Linked DNA regions of Mus musculus: region 2 is linked to region 1. Evidence: chromatin contacts called from public HiChIP or PLAC-seq data. All regions are on one chromosome and are shown on one strand. The core of a region is the stretch at or near the end of the contact, and the rest is flanking DNA. Distances in the headings are between cores, read along the strand shown.

What was found. HiChIP or PLAC-seq counts read pairs in DNA pulled down with a chosen protein or histone mark.
Region 2: an H3K4me3 HiChIP or PLAC-seq map of bone marrow-derived macrophages shows a contact between it and region 1, with 4 times the contacts expected there. The contact joins two enhancer-like sites. A contact is called at or near these places in 1 of 15 datasets of contacts at CTCF or cohesin (CD8 T cells), 1 of 484 Hi-C or Micro-C datasets (nephron progenitors) and 2 of 115 datasets of contacts at active chromatin or transcription factors (CD8 T cells and bone marrow-derived macrophages).

The regions. Positions count from the first base shown.
Region 1 is chr16:49,838,585-49,842,391 of GRCm38.p6, forward strand. It overlaps Gm4633. Among named protein-coding and RNA genes, the nearest start is that of Cd47, 15 kb to the right of the region's middle. Within about 2 kb of position 1,712, at least 197 of the 459 cell types and tissues checked have an H3K27ac peak or open chromatin away from gene starts, as enhancers often do. A contact at or near this core is called in bone marrow-derived macrophages, where this site is marked.
Region 2 is chr16:49,905,673-49,909,535 of GRCm38.p6, forward strand. It overlaps Cd47 (CD47 antigen (Rh-related antigen, integrin-associated signal transducer)), which reads left to right. Exons shown (of 9, transcript NM_001368415.1): 8 at 1,109-1,140. Among named protein-coding and RNA genes, the nearest start is that of Gm19723, 48 kb to the right of the region's middle. Within about 2 kb of position 1,854, at least 87 of the 459 cell types and tissues checked have an H3K27ac peak or open chromatin away from gene starts, as enhancers often do. A contact at or near this core is called in bone marrow-derived macrophages, where this site is marked.

The DNA.
Region 1 (3,807 bases), core at 462-2,961:
TGGGAGCCTCTCTAATAGATCTATTCTATATGAAGACACTATGATAAAAAGGGACATTTGATGATCTTTTTTCCCCCCATTCAGATCACCTTACATTATTTCTCTACAGTCATTAATCTTTGATTCAATGAATTCAGTACCAATTGTGTGCCAGGCACTAAGCTATACTTTCTCTGACAGATTCACAATGCATCATGAGCACCAGCTAAGTACAAAATGTGGTATATTTAAATGTGACATTATGCCTTCCTGGTGGTACCATTGGTGGGGGTGGGGGTAGGGGTGCTAGGGATGGTGATTAATTCTGACTAGGGCATGGGGGAGGGGCTGTGCAAAGAATGGGATCCTTACCTTCCATATATAATGACACTAGGGTGCCTTGAGTATCTCATAAAAGGGTACTGGGAAGAATTACGTGATTTTCCCACTTGACTTTCCAGTGCCTCTCAAAAGGTAATGGAAGGCAAGTATCAAACAAAGGTTTACTGTTTTGGTCTAATCTACTGTCCCTTTTTTGAGCTACTCCAAGCACTTCTGCAAACCTGAGATCAACTCTTAAAATTGGCTTTGCCTAACGGAATGATGCAATCTTAGCTCTTCTCTCAAATAGACATGTTAAAATTATTTTTTTTCTCCTTCTCTCTTTTTACCATTAATGTATTGAGCTCGGTACTTGAGGCCCCGAGGTAGTAAGTTCACGGCCGAAATATAGTTCTTAGTTCAAATAGTCAATAAAGTAGACTTTGAATATATTTATGCTTTCAGGGAGAGCGGTGAGGAAGACAGTAAAAAGAAATCAAAACTGAAAAAAAAACTGAACGTATCTAATATTTAAGAGCTTCCATGTACAGACTCGCCTAATTCCTTGTCTCAGACTGCTCTTGGGTAAAGCACGCAACAAAAGGTTGTCAGAAGAGTCAAACGATTTCTATTTCTATTTACTCTGAGCTTCTGAATTTTCCTTAGATTGATTAGATTTTAAGAAAGTAAAATACATTAAGGACACCGGTTGAGAAGGTTTGCTCTTCCCCTCCTGCAGTGAATACTGTCTTTCAGGCCTGGAGGACTCAAGGTCAGGGAATGCTGTAACCTTCCGAACTTAGCACAAAGGTGGCTTTTTTTCCACCCGGCTTTCTCTTCACTGGTTTTATGAGCCGGTGCCAGCTGAGTCTAGATGGTAGAGTTTTACACTTGAATGAAACACACCCTGCCCTCGGTTCTGGGAGCTCCACTCTGCTGCCTCCATCTGCTACCTCTGATAAATGCTCATATTTTAAATATGTTACAATCAGCATACGCCCAGTGCGGTTTTGCCTGCTCTTTGCTGTAAACAGCTCCACAGAGGGGGGAAGGGTGCCCTATGCCACAGACAAACGCCACTAGCTCAGCTGCTACCTGGGTGCAAAGCATCAAGGCAGAGGGAAGCCAGCTCTCAGTGAGAAGTGCTAGAAGGAAGAGGAAGAAAATTACGGTTGTCTGGAGGACCCTCCAGCAAAATGGCTATCAGAAGCCACGCATCGTTTGGGACATTTCCGAAGAGGGTGAACACATCTGAAGTTTCCTCATCTTGACCACATGGTGGATGGAAGGGAAATTTACATTGCTTCCCCTTTCTCAAGTAATCATAATCAACCGACTGCTTTTGCGGAAGACAGAGAAACACAGTGTGCCAGGTCTCTCTAAAGAGGAGGATCACAGAAGACGCTGCTGGGAACTGGGGTGTTACCATCACACAGTCATGTGATCAGAGACTATTGGAGCCAGGCAGAGTCAGGGAACATCCTGTCCAATTCCGTTATCCTAGAGGCATCTTAAATTCTTATGACTCAAGCTGACTCCTGGTGGCCTTTCTCCCACTTATCTCTCTTCCTTGTTTCCCTCGAGCCAGCAGAGCTGACTCTGCCTCTACTCATAACCAAATACCACAGAGCTACATTTCCTCCTGAATTTCTCTACTACCCCACATTTGGTCTGACAGCAAATGCTCTTGGTTCTCCTTTCGACACATAGAACTTGGTTCCCGGTTATTATCTGGTCTTCTTCGGCTCAAGCTTTATTTTATTTTATTTTTTGAAAAAAATCATATACAACTATACACTCACAGGATATATACAGGATGTATATGTGTAAGTATAAACATATACATACAATATACATGTGATATATATATCCTATGAAGCCCAGTTAGTGTTTCCTATATATACACAGGTTTAGGGCTAACCTTAGGCTTGGGCAACTTATCAGAGGAGGGTTCACTTATAAGGAGAACTGATTTTCCCCTCCCTCCTCAGCCTTTGACTGCCTGTATTTCTTCCTGTAGTGTATGGGCACAGGGGTCTTTGTGCTCAAACACATACTCTCGGGAACCTGGAAGGTTAAATACAAGGGGTAGCTTCCAGGGTGGGAATGTAAACTCTGTTTTCTGCCTGGAAGGCTGGAGCTAGTGTGCTTTCTAGCCTGGTGACCCTTGAGTGATCTGTGTGGCTGGACACTCTCCAGCCCCAGATTCTCTTCCAGACCCTTCTTTTGGATTTGTTTTTCTCATTTGATCTATAGAAGCCATCTTTCTGGTGAGTGTCACAGGTACGTTAACAGGGAGTTTTCAAGGCAGACATGACTTATCTGCATTTAGCTTACTTTGTTCCTCAAGGAGATTTATGCATGCTTTGTTGTGCACACAGGATTGAGTTAATTATCACAAGATTAGTTTCTACCAGATTGTGCTGTGCTTAAATATGTCTAAAATAAATCACCGGGGTCAGACTCCTGAAGTCTGAACCAACACTAGTTACTGAATTGTGTTATACTGAACTTGCCTCCTGCAGTTCATCACTCTGCTGCCCAGGAAGGTTTCAGAAGAAACATGCACATGCACGTGCACACACACACACACACACACACACACACACACACACACACACACACACACAATGGAGGAGTGGAAACTAATGAACTTCCCCCAAATCCATGTTAGTATGTCAACTGATGTAGTATTATTCAAGTGTTCTGTGGCAGCCATATTGTTGAGAGTTCGTAGATGCAACATTCCTGCCATGTCCAGAAGACACTACCCCACAGCCTTTGTCCTGGTCCTTTGGCTTCTACAATTTTTCTACCATTTCTTTCTTATTTTCCCTGAGTAGGTATGTCAGTTGGGGTTGGGCACCCCCTTGGATATTTTACCAGTTGTAGATCTCAGTAATAGTCCTCATCTGATGCCAAAAGAAGATTTTTGATGAAGGGCAAGAATTGAACTAATGTATATCTACAAGGGTAAATATTTAGAAGGCAGTTGTAGAGTATATTAATTTAACAAAATGGTAGTTATAATTTTTCTCTAGGGTCTATGACCTCTTCAGCATCAAGTTCTTGGCTTACAGTACAGAGCATGGGTTTCCTCTTACTGAGTTAGCCCTAAGTCCAATGAGAGAGTAGTTGATTATTTCCAAGATGTAATAGCCACTATTGCACTGTTGGTGATGTGATACTGGGCTTATAACTATTGTGGTTCATAAGAATTACAGTGGTGTTGGACTGTTGATAACTTTTTTTCCTTTGACAGCTGTCATAACAGCTTCCAACATTACGAGAGCTAGCTTTTAGGGAAGAGACTTCCAGGTCAGTACTAGTTTAAATTTTCCAAGTCTATGACTGTGATGTTTTCAGCAATGAGATCTTACCATCATGTTTTGGGAGACAGCCAAAAGCAATGGCAATAGCCTTCATTTTTTTGTGGTTATCTTGGCCCCCTGACCAATAACTTGAAGGAAAATATCCCTTTTCTGGCACTGGGGTGTCTGTTAAATA
Region 2 (3,863 bases), core at 604-3,103, 67 kb after region 1:
GGGCAGGGTAGGGGAACTTGGCTGTCTTGGGCGTGCCTCTGTGTGCTAGCCAGTTGGGTTTCTGTGGAATCCTATAAGCCCTAACACTGTTTCTCGGCAGTCCAGAATGACTGGGAAATTACTCTGCATTGCTCCTGCCTTAAAACTACATTGTGTATTCCGCTGTGGCTCTCGGAGTGCTTACACTGTTTAAAAAACCTGGAAGCTTGGAGTTCTCAAACTGAGATGGGTGGGGTAGGAAATTGTGCCTAGGAAAAGAATCCTGAGTTGTTGAGAGACTATTTCTGGTCACGTTTTCCTGTTCTTGGGACACAGGCTATGTGTTAAGACCTGCTTTCCTTGCTCTCTATGGCTCCCTGAACTGGTTTTACAAGGAAGTTTTCTTTTCTTTTTTCTTGTCTTTTTTTAAAACCAGTCTAATGTTGTTCTTTTCCCTCTTGTCATTTAGTTCCTGCCCTCTATTATTGCATCTTCATTAGCTAATCTGTGCAGAAGCAGTAAAGGTTGCAACTCAAAACACCAGGGAGGAATACACAGAGGGAGGAGCCCTGGTTTGGTTTGAAACTACCAATCTGGGGTAGCTCTAAGCTCGAGGGAGGGAGGGAGGGAGGGGGCGTTGAAGGGCTCATGCTTTGTTGTAGCGTGCTAGCTGCCTAGAGCTTTGAGGACTGGGAATATGAGAGAAAGGAAGAAAAGGCTGCTCAGTTCGGAACAAGGAGAGTGTGTTGAGAGAGGGGAAGTCACTCGTTGCCCTATTCTGGCCATCCCAGCTGGGAAGGAGAAAGAGATGGTACCCTGGTAACAGTGAGTAGTTGACAGCCTCTCTTCAACATGAGGTATGACAGGTATCTGACATGAGAGAGGCATGTGCACATGAGTGAGTCTATTTTTTTTTATTTGCTGTAGGCATCTCTTTGCTTTTCTCCTGTCAATGCATTTAATCAAGAGTCCTCTGTAGTTTTCAAGTAGACCATCAAAGCTACAACTCCTGCACTGGAGTCTCTAGTACCTTCTGGCTTTAGTCCTGAACATGTATGTTATCTTAAAATTAAGTATTATATTGCTTTATGTATCTTATTGGTTGCATTTATGCTTTTATTTATACCAGCTTCCAACCAGAGGACTATCCAACCTCCTAGGGTAAGTCCAAGTTTATGAAATTAATTAAAAGCAGTTGTTTGGTGGATTAAAATGAGGGGTTGGAACATTGGACTGTTTGGTTCTATGCTTAATGTGACATCAAATTAAGGCAATGCTGAAGTCATTTCAGGGCCTGTGTATGAATAGGTCTGTTTGTGTCATAAGATTTACCTTGAGGCATTTAAGTACTGATGAGACAGAAGTGTCCCTGTAAGTTTGTACTCCCTATGTAGATGCAGAATCTATGAGGGGGAATATAATTATCTCTTCCATCAGCAGGAAGCTGATTCCACTGTGTCTCCCCATCTGTTGGATTTGTGTGATGTGAGTTTATAGAGTGACAGTTTTGAGCACGACATTAAGGAAGAAAAGTTTGTGTTAAATTGACTTCCTTAAAAAGTATAGTCTGTAAGGTATATGTTGTTGAAGAGATCCATTCCAAATAATGACCTACGATTTTATCAGCATTTTTCCTTCCTAAAGGTTTTATTGTATTTGAATACCTCCATAAGGTCTTTGGGAAAATTCTAAGAAAAAGATCAAATTCAGGAGGAAATGTATGAGAAAAAAAATTACTGTATAAACTCACCATGGTGACAGACCTGAGAGTTCTTACATGGAATTAAGATCTGAAGTGGGAGTATATTGGACTCAGCTTCCTGTCCACAGTGACTGGCAGATAACTCTGGCAGCCTCTAAGGACACGCCCAAAGGGCGGGCTTGGGAGAATGTGTTAATTCACCTCTGCCTCTTATTCTGAGGAGACTGGTGACACAGCTGTGTTAGCCACAAGCAGCTAACAGTTCTCCTAGAGCCGCTTAGAGATAACCTAAGCAATGGACCGTTAAATCCTACCAATTTTCTTGCTGTTACTGAGTTCAATTTGCATGATGTGAAAATGATTCTGCTTTGCTACCATCTCTTATTTAACTGTGTTTTCTATCTGTTACTGCAATTTGCATGTTTGTACATTAATACTTTTATAAGAATTTCTTGAACTGAGAATGGTGGGTGGAGTAGGGAATTATTCACAGAAAAAAATACTAAGAGAATAAGGCAGCTATTATTAAACTATTAACTAGCCTTGGGAAGCTTTGTTTCATTAGCTTTTGCTGTCTCATTTTGCTTTTAGACCATAGGATTCTCCACTTATAATACAAGTTCAATGATAGTGTAAGTTTTAGCATAAAACACATAAAGTAATGTACATTTTCTATAAATATATTTTAAATATTTTCCAGAAAGCTGTAGAGGAACCCCTTAACGGTATGTGATCATTATAAGTCTGGGTCTATTAGCAGATCGTAATTTGAACTGATCCTCAAAGACGTTAGAATGCCCACCAATCCCTTGGGAAGAATCCAGTTTGGGAGTTTTGTTTGTTTGCTTGCTTTTTTTGTTCATATGTTTTCTGGCCTTGATCTCTCAATACTTTCTTGATTCTTCATCAGAAATTGGCAGTGTTGCTTTTGTAATGTTCTCACTGTCCCGTGCTATACTGAGTGACATTTGGGCAAGGGGACCATTGAGCCTTTTTTTTTTTTTTTTTTTACTGGACAAGATGAAGTGTCACACCCTCAGTAAAGAATCATCCCTGTGGCTTCTGATTTCTAGAAAAATCCAGGCTGCCACTATGGAGTGATACCAAAATGTGTCACTTACTTTCTATGTAAATCTAGATCTGTATTCCCCAGAAAGTCTGTTTGCTTTTGTGGGTGCTGTGGGTGTGAGCTTTGCAATGAATGATAGCCTCAAATGAGTCTAGCTGTCTAGTTAAGGGATACTTGGCATTGTGTTGTTGGCATATCTGTTTATGTTGAGATTATTTCTAACTGTGAAATCTTACTAACTTGCCTTCTGACTAATTGCCTGCTTGTTACTAATCCTCAGCATTTAAAGAGTCAAAAGGAATGATGAATGACGGTAAGTATTAAGTTTGCATGTGATTGTGCCCTGGTTGATGCATGGACAGATGAGTTTTAGAGCTCACCCATGGTTGTGCACTGGTTGACACACATGGATGTTTACAAAGGAAGCAGAGAGCTTTCTTGAAATTACAACTTTTTTTAAAGAAAATGACAGGGACATTGTCAATCATGAATGTCCCAGTTTCTTGGTGTTTCCATCTTAGATCTAGCTTGGTGTTGTGTTCTTTTTTTTTTTTTTTTTTTTTTTTTTTTACCTGTGACAGTGTCATTTTTTCTGTAGGTAGATAAAGAACATAGCTCGTAGGGTCTCATGGATGGGAACCTCCTGGTTCCTCAGCGGCTATGTTTGGTGCACATATTTCAGGCCATGCACCTGTTGACTGAGTGTTTAAAACTCCTTGCATAAGGAGTGTAGATATCCTGGCATATGTTTGTCTCACCTTGATGGAGTTGTATACTTGTGGAGAGATTTTGTTGCATTTCACACTGGGGGTGATATATCTACTTTTCCATGCAGAAACTTAGTCCCAACCATGTGGGAAAGGATTAGAGAGAAAAAGACTTCTCTACACACCCCAGCTTTCCCCTCTTTTCTGAACTCCAGATCAACAGCAAACACATGTTTCCTGAATATGACCTATGCATGTGCTTGTTAATACTTCCCAAAGAAGTCCGTAATAGTCTATGATTCTCCAGCCCCATTGGCATTTAGTAATTCCATTTGTAATTACATTCTATTTTCAAAAAACGTCTTCATGCCGTCAGTACTTGCAACCCATCCTTTTCTCACGGAGG